Regions from separate parts of the Nothobranchius furzeri genome. Here region 1 is linked to region 2. A link is a contact called in public Micro-C data. All regions are on one chromosome and are shown on one strand. Each heading gives the region's core, a stretch centred on a gene start, on an enhancer-like site or on the middle of the called end of the contact. The rest is flanking DNA. Distances are from core to core; before and after follow the strand shown.

What was found. Hi-C and Micro-C count contacts between places; a contact is called where the count stands out from the background.
Region 1: a contact with region 2 is called in a Micro-C map of tail fin, with 8 times the contacts expected there. The contact joins the promoter of eci2 here to the promoter of sugct in region 2. A contact is called at or near these places in 2 of 2 Hi-C or Micro-C datasets (skeletal muscle and tail fin).

The regions. Positions count from the first base shown.
Region 1 is chr7:64,575,249-64,580,578 of NfurGRZ-RIMD1, reverse strand. eci2 (enoyl-CoA delta isomerase 2) reads left to right here and starts at 3,299. Exons shown (of 11, transcript XM_070553534.1): 1 at 3,299-3,509; 2 at 4,906-4,952; 3 at 5,070-5,173; 4 at 5,251-5,330. The coding sequence starts at 3,454. It overlaps xrcc2 (X-ray repair complementing defective repair in Chinese hamster cells 2), which reads right to left and starts at 1,352. Exons shown (of 6, transcript XM_015941199.3): 1 at 1,199-1,352; 2 at 45-126. The coding sequence starts at 1,219.
Region 2 is chr7:64,382,464-64,387,684 of NfurGRZ-RIMD1, reverse strand. It overlaps sugct (succinyl-CoA:glutarate-CoA transferase), which reads right to left and starts at 2,207. Exons shown (of 16, transcript XM_070553531.1): 1 at 2,001-2,207; 2 at 187-232; 3 at 43-116. The coding sequence starts at 2,133.

The DNA of each region.
Region 1 (5,330 bases), core at 2,050-4,549, 190 kb before region 2:
TAGCAGCATTTATTAGCTGGTAGGGAGTGGGCGTGGCTATTAACCGTGGTCAGGTCCTCCATTATCAGGGAACACACGAGGTTCAATGTCCTTCAGACAGCGCCGAGCGTCCAGACGAGCAAACAGCTGCAGAGACACATGGACATGGACAAAGTGTCCACAGGTTATCCAGATAACACAAACATCTTGTTATCCTTGGAGCCTGGTCCCAGATCACAGGTGTATGGTGGAGCCTGATCATCAAGAGCTTCATGTGTGAGGAGGAGGATCCGAACATCAGCTAAGATGAGATCCTAACAGAATAAACCCGTCAGTGATGAAGGACTTGCTGCCTCCTGCAGACGGCTGGGAGTCCCTGAACACAGGTGCAGAGGGACGTTTTCCGTCCTCCATGCTTAAGACATCGCGTTGACATTCTGCACGGGACAAAACTTCTTTGTGTGTGTGTGTGTGTGTGTGTGTGTGTGTGTGTGTGTGTGTGTGTACATTAAACGACTCATGACTGGACTGACGGTCATACTGGGACCCTGAGTCACAGTCTTGTAGACGGTAGATGGTGTGAGAGGAGTAAAGGAAACTATGTCAAACGTGAAAACGCCACTTTGAATAGGGGCGGGGCTTACATTTCACCTTTCCATTACCTATAATCCAGCTTTGGATCTCATTCCTACACAGCTTGAGTCTGGGTCGCACCCTCCTGCATCTAATCACAACTACTGCCACACAATGGAGGCTGTACTCATTATAGGTGGGGAGGGGGAGTATTCGGAGGTAGTTTCTGCTCGTTAGGCAACAACAGAGAGCTACAGCTGATAAGCTGGACTTTCCCATTTTCCAGTCAGAGTAAACAAAGCTCCCCGGATGAGAAGCTGCCATCTTCTGAACCCTTTCGGACTTTACTTGGCCAGCTCTTAGGGTTCTACAACCCCCCAGGGCGCTTCACAATCGTCACACCCTGGTGGGGATGAGCCATGGTGGAGCCACAGCTGCCCTGGGGCGGGCTGTCCCTCCGACCACCACCAGCAGGCAAGGTGGGTTAAATGTTTTGCCCAAGGACACAACGGCAGCTGTCTCTGGTCGGAGCAACCTTCCGATTATTGGACATTACAGCCTGGGCTGCTGAACTGTTCCGGTGATGGCGAGGACAAAGCTCGCTAGTTTCACACAAACCCGCATAACCCGCCAGCTTCAGACTCACCTGAGTTCCGCTTTCGCTCATTTCATCCTCCTCTTCCTCAGCTGTGGCGCAGATCTGTTTCTTGTCCGGTTTTCCGCTGCGCTAAACGACCCGTTATCGGTTTGTTGAAAACAGTTTTACTGACGCAGTAACCGTTTTCCCGCGCACCGGTGCATCATTTCCGACAAAGCTTTTCACAATAAGAGTATTAGAAAGGAAGTTGTGAATGGTCTTCAGAATAAAACTACTTTGATAATAAAGAAATAAATCTCAGCTAGTGAGTTCTAGAATGAAAGACTACATTTAGTTTTTAAATGACAAAACTGATTTCCCTCTTTCAGTTTCTCTATCATCTATCTATCTATCTATCTATCTATCTATCTATCTATCTATCTATCTATCTATCTATCTATCTATCTATCTATCTATCTATCTATCTATCTATATACATACATATATAGATATATATGTATGTATATATGTATATTTGTATAGATAGATAGATAGATAGATATTAGTATAGTAGTGTATTTACCCTTTAATCACACACACACACACACACACGCACAAGTGTGTGTGTGTGTGTGTGTGCCTGCTCTGTCTTCTCCATCCCCAGTGAGTCGTGGAGGATGGCTGCTTATACTGAGCCAGGATTCTCTGGAGGTGTCTTCCTGTTAAAAGGGAGTTTTCCTCTCCACTGTCGCTGCATGCCTTCTGAGGATTGCTGTAAAGACTCTGACACTAGTCAGTGACTCGATGCAAGCTGCTGGGTTCCTTATGTAGGAAACTGTTTACTGATTGGCTTAATGACCTGACCTGTGATGGACTGTGTGAAGGTCCTTGAGACGACTCTGGTCCTGATGTGGAGCTACAGAAATAAACTGAATTAAATTGAACTTTATTGTTCCCACAGTGGGGAACTTTCCTCGTTAAGGCACATATGCTTAGAGAAAAGGAACAAACACACATAATTAAGATAATTTCTTATTATTGAAACATTTGTGCAGAACTAGAACAGCAGACAGCAGAGACAGGACCACCAGGCTACAGCCGAGCCCGGATGTAGGGAGGGGCAATGCCCCCCCCCCCCCCCCCAACGCGATGACATGTAGAAATACCAAATTTCAAAAGACTTGATGAAAAAGGGTCAGAGTGCTCTCCTCTCGCTCTCCCTCATTCAAAGTAGCTGCTAATTGGTAGATGCATAGGGAGTTCAATGGGTGGAAGAAACCCGACCATTATTCTCAGTTATTTGTTCAGACTCCAGCTCATCATTAACCAGTTTAAAGTACAGCCATTCAGAAAGCAGACCAGACATACTCCTAGAGATTCAGCTGACACTTTATAGAATAAACATGATGGGACTTACAGTACATTTTTATGGATTCCAGCTCATTGTGGAATCAGTGGAAATGAAGAAGTTGATATGATGGCTAAGGAAGCTATAAATACTTCGGTTCAGTTAGATGTTCGATTTTGTCAGAAAGAGATGAAGAGCATAATAAGGCAATAAATGAAGAAAAAAATGGCAAAAACAATGGGAGGAGGAGAGGAGGGTAGATGGTTGTATAAAATTCAAAGAAGAGTAGGTGAAATGAGAAACCCTGGAAGGGTTAGGAGAGAGGAGGTGATCATTTCTAGACTAAGGTTTGGACATACTGGGTTAAACAATACATTATTCATGGTAGGGAAACATAGTACAGGGAAATGTGATTATTGTGGAGAAGAAGAAACTATAGTTCATGTTATATTACAATGTCGGAAGTATCAGGCAGGAAGAAGGACATTGATTCAAAATCTTAGTCAGATCAAACTGAAACTAGACCGTATTGATTTATTGAGACAGAATTCAAAAAGTGACTGTTTTCTGATTTTATTTCAGTTTTTAAAAGAGATAAGGATGTTTGGGAGACTTTGATGTATATATGTATTTGTATATATATGTGTATGTATGTGTGTGTATCTTTGTGTATATATATGTATTTTTTTTCTTTCTTTCCCCTGTTTGATTTTGTTTTATGAGCGCTGTTCCAGACCACACTCCACACTAGTAGGTGGCGGTAACGCACCATTCGTTGTTTGCCAACCGCCAATAAAACACCAGAAGAAGAAGAGGCACTAGGGAGGGTGTGGCCAGCCACTGCACTTGGTTCCCTGTCGTATCGCTCGCGAGTCTAGTTCATTAGTAGCGGTTAGCCTCTCCCGTAGCTGTTAGCCTCTGTGTTTACTCTGGTTCCGTTCTTTCTGCCGAACCTTGGACTGAGTCCTGGGTGTAAATGGCCGGCGTCGCCCAGAGAAGTGCTGCTGTGTGGCGCTTCATCAAACTTAGAAGGTAATGTTTGGAGCTTCTCGTTAGCTAGCTGCTGGAACGTGTGTTGTGTCGATATGAGTTCCCCCGTCGAGATCTGTCTCTTTTCCAGCCAGCTGCGGATTGGAACCATCCACTCACAATAACAACCATCACTCCAACCAAAACCCCGCTGTCACCAAAAGTTATGCTATGCATATTTATATTTATGAAATGACTGTTTAACACGGCTTTGTGTTTGCTTAGGGCTAGGGTCAGACTCGCAGTTGGGGGGGAGACAGACGGGGGAACTCATATCGACACAACACCTGTTAAGAACGTGTTTGGTGTTTTTGCAGTCGGGCCGGCGTTTGGTGCTTTAACGGGACAGCCGGTGTCGGTTAGAAGCGACCTTTGTCCCAGATCAGCTGATGACCTGGCGGCCATGGTCAAGTGAAGGTTGAACAGGTCTGAGATCAGCAGGTCCGCCCCCACACCTGCAAGAGTCTACCCAACAAGAGAACGTTTGTAGTTTTACTGTCAGCCTGATTAAGAATATTACTGGAATAAATGTTCACCTACAGCTGTGAGGAGGTTCTGGTCCATCTCAGGAGGAGAGCAGCGCGCTAGTGAGGACGGCATGCTGCTGAATCTGCTCTGGACGTTGTGGGTCGGTGGTTGGAATACTTCGACAACCTCCGTAATGTTTTCTTAAGCATACATACGGGTATTATTTTATCTGACTAAAGTCATGCAAATAAAAGATAATCGCACTAGCTTAAAAAGGTCACATGGTCAAAAGAATGAAAGATGGAGGTCTGACTCCCTAAAGGTCTTCAGAGTTGGAGCTTCTCCTCTCAGCTGATTGGATAAACCACCAGCGCTCCACACACGTTTCCGCCACTGGAAACTGATGCAGTCATGATCAAAAGTTTATGACCGTTTGGAAAAGGGCCAAAATCCTAATCTGCATGGTTGGATCTCAACAAGGTTCCAAGTAGAGCTTCAACATACAGCAACGTGGTTGGCTTGTTTCAGCGCTTATCGCTGATGAGGATGCAGTCGGACCGTCGTCTGGAACTTCCCCAGGGTCATGGAAGACTCGGTAAAGGTCTGAGATCAGCCTGGGGTGAGAGTTACAGCCAGTCTACACTCCAATCAGCTCCATCCACAGACTCCAGATCAGCGCTGTGAGTGTGCCTACTCCAGTTTAAAACAGTAATGCAGGTCGTCGGTTCAAATCCCAACGTCTGGCTTACTGCGTGGAGTTGGCACGTGTATGCAAGGGTTTTCTCTGGTTTCCTCCCACAGACCAAAAACAGGCACATTCAGGTCACCTGGAGTCTAGATGGTCCCTGTCGGTGTGACTGCTCGTCTCTGTGAACATCAGGAACCAGCAGGAAGTTCCAGGAAAATCTTTTTTTTTCTTCTGTCTGTTCAGATCCAGCGCTCCGAGTCTGACGTTCCACACCACCGCGGCTCCGATGGGTGAGTAGATCTACTTCACCCCAAAGTCTCTCAGCAGGTTCCTGCTGCAGGAAAGGTTGTAGTGTGTGTGTGTGTGTGTGTGTGTGTGTGTGTGTGTGTGTGTGTGTGTGTTCATAGGTGCCACAGTGGAGGAGTTTGAGGAGGCGAAGAGCAAACTTTCGACCATGAGGAGTGACCCGGGTAACGAGGTCAAACTAAAGATCTACGCTCTCTTCAAACAGGTCAGAACTTCTAGAAGTTTCTGTCAACGTCTCTGAGCCAGAAAGCTGGACTGATGACACTCCTGCTCCTCCTCCAGGCCACCCAGGGTCCCTGTAACACTCCTAAACCAGGAATGCTGGACTTCATCAACAAGGCTAAATGGGATGCCTGGAAGTC
Region 2 (5,221 bases), core at 958-3,457:
TCCCACAATGCAACTCCTGTAAGCAGGTAAAGATAAACTCACCTGGTCTCTCCACTTTGATCACCTCTGCTCCAAGGTCTCCAAGGATCATGGTGGCAAACGGACCGGCCAGAACCCTGCAAACACGGTGCTGTATGAATACAGGACACCTACGTTCTACAGGACAGGTGTTACAGCCACACTCACCTGGTCAGGTCCAGGACCCGGACGCCCTCTAGTGGCCGAAGGCTTGCTGCAGCAGAGCAGAGAGGTGAGACATTACGGTAGAGCGGTGACGGGTCGGTCTCGAACGAACCGGCTCTGAGAGCCGGCTCTATGACGTGAACGCCGGGAGCCGGATCGTCATTGGGAGCCGTAACCCACCCCCCCACCCCCCACCCCGGTGAAAGCCACAGGCGATTGGTCAACATGTGCAACTGCGTGTCCAGACTGTCCACACACAGAGCAGTAGGGGCGGGGAAGAGGGAGGATCAGACTCGAACACACAGCAGAGCACATGCGGGTGGAGGAAGACGAGAGGGGAGGAGGAGGGGGAAAAGGGCGAGCGAGAGAGGAGAGTGCGACGAAGACGGTGAGAAAATGATCGCCAGCCGTCGGAAAGTTGACATTTCTTAAAGTGTTCAGTTAATAAATCCATAGAAATGATTAATATTAGATATATTGCATTTTTTTACATTAGTAAACCATTTACATTTAGTTTAGCATTATTTTGGTGATAAATGTTCTCTACGCATCAGAAAATCTGAGGAGCCACTTAGGAGCCGAAAGAGCTGGCTCTCTAAAAAGAGCTGGAATTCCCATCGTTAATGGGTCGGCCACCCGGTGTGGTTTCATCCTGTTCCTCTCAGCGTGATCCATCAGTTTGGCTTCTAAACAACTTTTACAATCACTCACACAGGCTTCTGCAGGCCACGTGTCACATTTGTTCAACTAGACCTGCATACATTAATAAAGGAATGTCGTCAGCGCAGAGACAACCCAGACTACCTGAAAGACGGGCCCATAAGCAGCTTCTACTTCACAAAAGTTCCCCTTTTCACAAATTATGAAACACGTTCACATTGTTTTTCTTATTGAATTTTTATGTATCTGAGATGTTTTAAACTTGGATTCAGATATTAAATAACGCGGGGTGTACAACATGGAATACAGTGAAATCCTTTTGGTATTACAGCCAATTGAATCAGCCGGTTTAAGGTTTCCCTGCAACGATGCTCAGGATCCAGCAGGTGTCAGTAGACCAACATAGTGATGCAGTCTGGACCCGCATCTACCCATCAGTACCGTAGTGTCCCACCCTGGTTTCTCTGCTCCAACACACCTGTTCAGCAGCTCGTCGAGTCCTGGAGAAGACTGTTAATCACCTGCTGAATAAAGCCAGGTGTTCTGGAGCAGGGAAACAACAAAACATACAGGATAGCAACCCTTAAGGTCCAGGGTTCCCTGTTTCTAGAGTTTTCTAACCTCCAACACACCTGATTCTAATCAGCAGGTGATTAACAGGCTTCCGCAGAGCCTGATGAGCTGCTGCACAGGTGTGATGGAGCAGAGAAAGCACTGAAACATGCTGGGTACCGGCCCTCCAGGTCCAGGACTGAGAATCACTGAACTAAAGGGGCCCAAACGGTCAACACAAAGGTACACTAATCTAAAATTTATATTATAAAAACACAAAATTATTTCATTGAGATTTTTTAATCTACATTGAAAATTGATCCTAAAAAGTTGAGAAGAGTAAGACTATGAGGAAGAAAATGTGATGGATGATGGACCTGGAGGACCAGGTTGGTGTTAACATCGTCAGCTTGACGCACCTGAACAAAGTTTAAACAGCTGATTAATATGATTAATACTAAATAGAGAAAGCTTTAGTACAGTTGTAAACATGCTGATTTATTTGACCTCTGACCTCTCGAGGGACGCCTCTAACCCTAACCTAATCCCAAATCCGAGAACAGGGGACTAATGTTAGCCTGCTAGCTGTAGCTCCGATGCAATACCTGTGTTCGGGTCCGACTTCCAGCGACGGCTACCCGGACTCTTCAACGGTTCCTTCCGCTGCAGCAGCGGCCTGAAACCGAACAGGCAGCGAGCCCCGAAACGGCGGCAAACCGTTCTGAGAGAAGCTAACATCCTAGCGGCCGTTAGCGAGAAGCTAACATCCTAGCAGCCGTTAGCATCAAGGTAAAGGCTACTTCCGGTCATCGCGTTTCAAAGTAAGGGTTGTTGAAGGAGAGGGTTTCGCTGTGATTTTTAAATAAATCTTTATTTGTAATGACACGTTGTTCTCAGAAGGAAAATATCAAGTAAACATGGTTAAAAGAAACACATTAATAATGTTTCTTCTCTAAAGTTAGTTTTAGATGTGGAATTTAAAATAAATGAAACTAAATCAAGGAGAAACTTGCTTGTCTTTTCTCAGCAGCCAAACATCTGGAAGATCTCTTCTAGTGACTGCATTTCTCTGTAGTTTTTATAAAAACAGAAGCAGCCAACATCTCTTTAATTTTGAGGGAAATGTGCTGGATAAAAGCTGATCAGCTTTAACGTTTGTGACTTTGGAGCAGAGAAAGAACCAGAATCGTGTTGGATTATAAATCATTTAAAATGACACCTGCGTCTGTTGTTAGACTAGATCTGCTTTTATTATTTCCTCTGAACTTCTCGTGCCAGCAATGAGCTCCAGTGAGGAGCGTTGAGGAAATGCAGATGTGTTTTATTTCTAACCTCTGGATTCAGATGATCCACTTCTTCATGTGCAGAACATTTGTGTTCACCTGGTGGTTTACTGGAAGATTCTCCCAGGAATCTTATGATTCTGATGGTTACACAGTACTGGCACTAGAGAGCGCCACATGAGGCTACTTATTTCTATAGTTTTATTTACATCAGGTTTTAATCTTTTGTTGGTCAAATATAAAGTTAATAATTTTAACTTTTTTTTTTCTATTTTAAAGCATAAACGTTATGAAGTAAGAATGACATCCTGTGGTCAAAGGTGGGTACTGCAGTCACATTTTTAAGGAAAAGGTGACTTTCTCGCAGCTGTTCCATGCGTTTCATGGCAGCAGACCAGTATGGATCAGCACCAGAACCTTCTCGTTGACAAAGACGAGTCATACGCAGTAAGCTGCCCCATCCCTTTGGAGTTCATTACCAGCTGAACTCAGGAACGGCAGTGGATCGTGTGTGTGTGTGTGTGTGCGTGTGTGTGTGTGTGTGTGTGTGTGTGTGTGTGTGTGTGGTACCAACAAACACGCAACAGCTGATTCAGTATTAAACTTGTTTATTACAGGAGGCTTTTCTGTTTATACACAGACATGTATTTGCAAAATACTAAAAATCGTTTCAACTCAAAGTACTAAAAAGTATATGTATATATATATTTATATGTACCCATGTTATAATAGTAATTATTGTGTCTAAAACAGTAAGGGGGCGGGGTCACTGAGGCTTTCTCCTCTTTTACACCAAAGTCTCTTCAGCTGCTGTCAGACTGAAACATCTCACAGCTGGATGTTCCTCCAGGTTTTCCTGCTAAATGACAGAAAACGTGCCAGGAAAGATTTATCCTCATTAAACTCTACGCTGCAGCACCTTTACTACGTCCGTTCTGAGCATATGGCAGCTGTGAGGAGGGCCTGCGTTCCTGCAGGCCCCGTGTGGCTCTGACAGCGGCCGTGAAGCAGCTGAGGTGTAAAGAGAGGGGCGGCGGTCCGATGTCTGGAAAAGTCCTGCGACTGTAGGTCCAGCACGGCTCACCGTCTGGTTGCAGAACGCTTGTATTGCATTTATTACACAATAAATAACATTAAGAAGAAACTTTGTTGTCTGTGCATTTTTCTCCTTGTGTATGTTTTGTTCCAGACGTTCCTGACGGAGCAGCTTTTGGTTTGACAACGGGGAAGGAAGGACCAGATTCCTAGTCCACCCCCCTACCCAGGTTCTACCAGACTCTTCAGACCCTCATCAGCCCCGCGTGGGCTCACTCAGCACCAGAATCTGGGTGCTCCTGAGCTCCAGCTCCACGAAAGACTCCAGTTCTCCAGAACCACAACCCTGCAGGATCTACAGCGCTCTGCAAAAGCATTCACACCCAGTGACCTGAGACACCCTAACCCACCCGTGTTCCTCATGGGGTCAGATGGACCCCAGATGTGTTTTTGAGGAGAGGGCACCACCTCACCTCTGCCACGTGTAGCCTGTCCTGGAGGGGTCAGCAGGAGGTCAAGACCAGAACCGTACGTGACTGACCAGCACTAAGTAGCACACACATGTGAAGTGGAATCCAACCCCACAGAGTCTCCTCATAAGCTCACCTGCTGTGGTTCTCTGGAAAACACATCATGCAGACCAAGAACTCAGCAGACGTTAACCTGCTGCACCCCAACCCTCCAGGACACGGTCGTCCACCTGAACTAGCAGACAAGAGACGAGAATTCTGCTCAGAGACGCTTCCAAGAAGACCACTCTGGAGAAGCTGCACAAGTCCACAGCTCAGGTGGGACACTCTGTCCACTGGACACTGGGAGTCACATCCTCCACACTCTGGCCTAGATGGAAGAGTGGTAAGGAGGCCGTTGTTGACAGACAGACATGAAAAGTCCAATTTGCAGTTTCCAGTAGACATGCAGGGGACACAGCAGGCACGTGGGGGACACAGCAGACACGTGGGGACACAGCAGGCATGTGGAGGACACAGCAGGCATGTGGGGGACAGAGTTGGTTAGGGAGGAGCTAAATCCTGGGAAGGAGAATCACCTTCCAGCAGGACAACAGGCTCCGACCCCTCCGGTCGGCTCCAGGTCCCTGAACGGAACTATACAACGCCCTGATTCACACCCGTACTCCAGCTGAGATGATGGCGTCGGTGGTGACGTAAGCCTGGTTCATGCTTCTCCGTCTGCGTCAGTGCGGAGACACTCAACACCATTATCCGTCCTTGCGTAGGGCTCCGGCAGCACGCAAGTACGTACGGAGTCGAGCCCACTTTTTTAAACATCCGTCGAATGAGACAGATTACGCAAGCTTGTGATTGGTCAGAACGCCGCTGTTGTTTACAGCGCCGCCATTGCAAAAAGAGCCGAGGATAACTAGCGGCAGACACGGAGAAGCTTGAAGAATACCTCGCGAAGAAACTCTAAAAATATGAACGTTTCATCTTCCCGTGACTGGAGGAGTGAAAAGATGCGCAGCAAGCGTTTTATTTGTGGACGGAAAC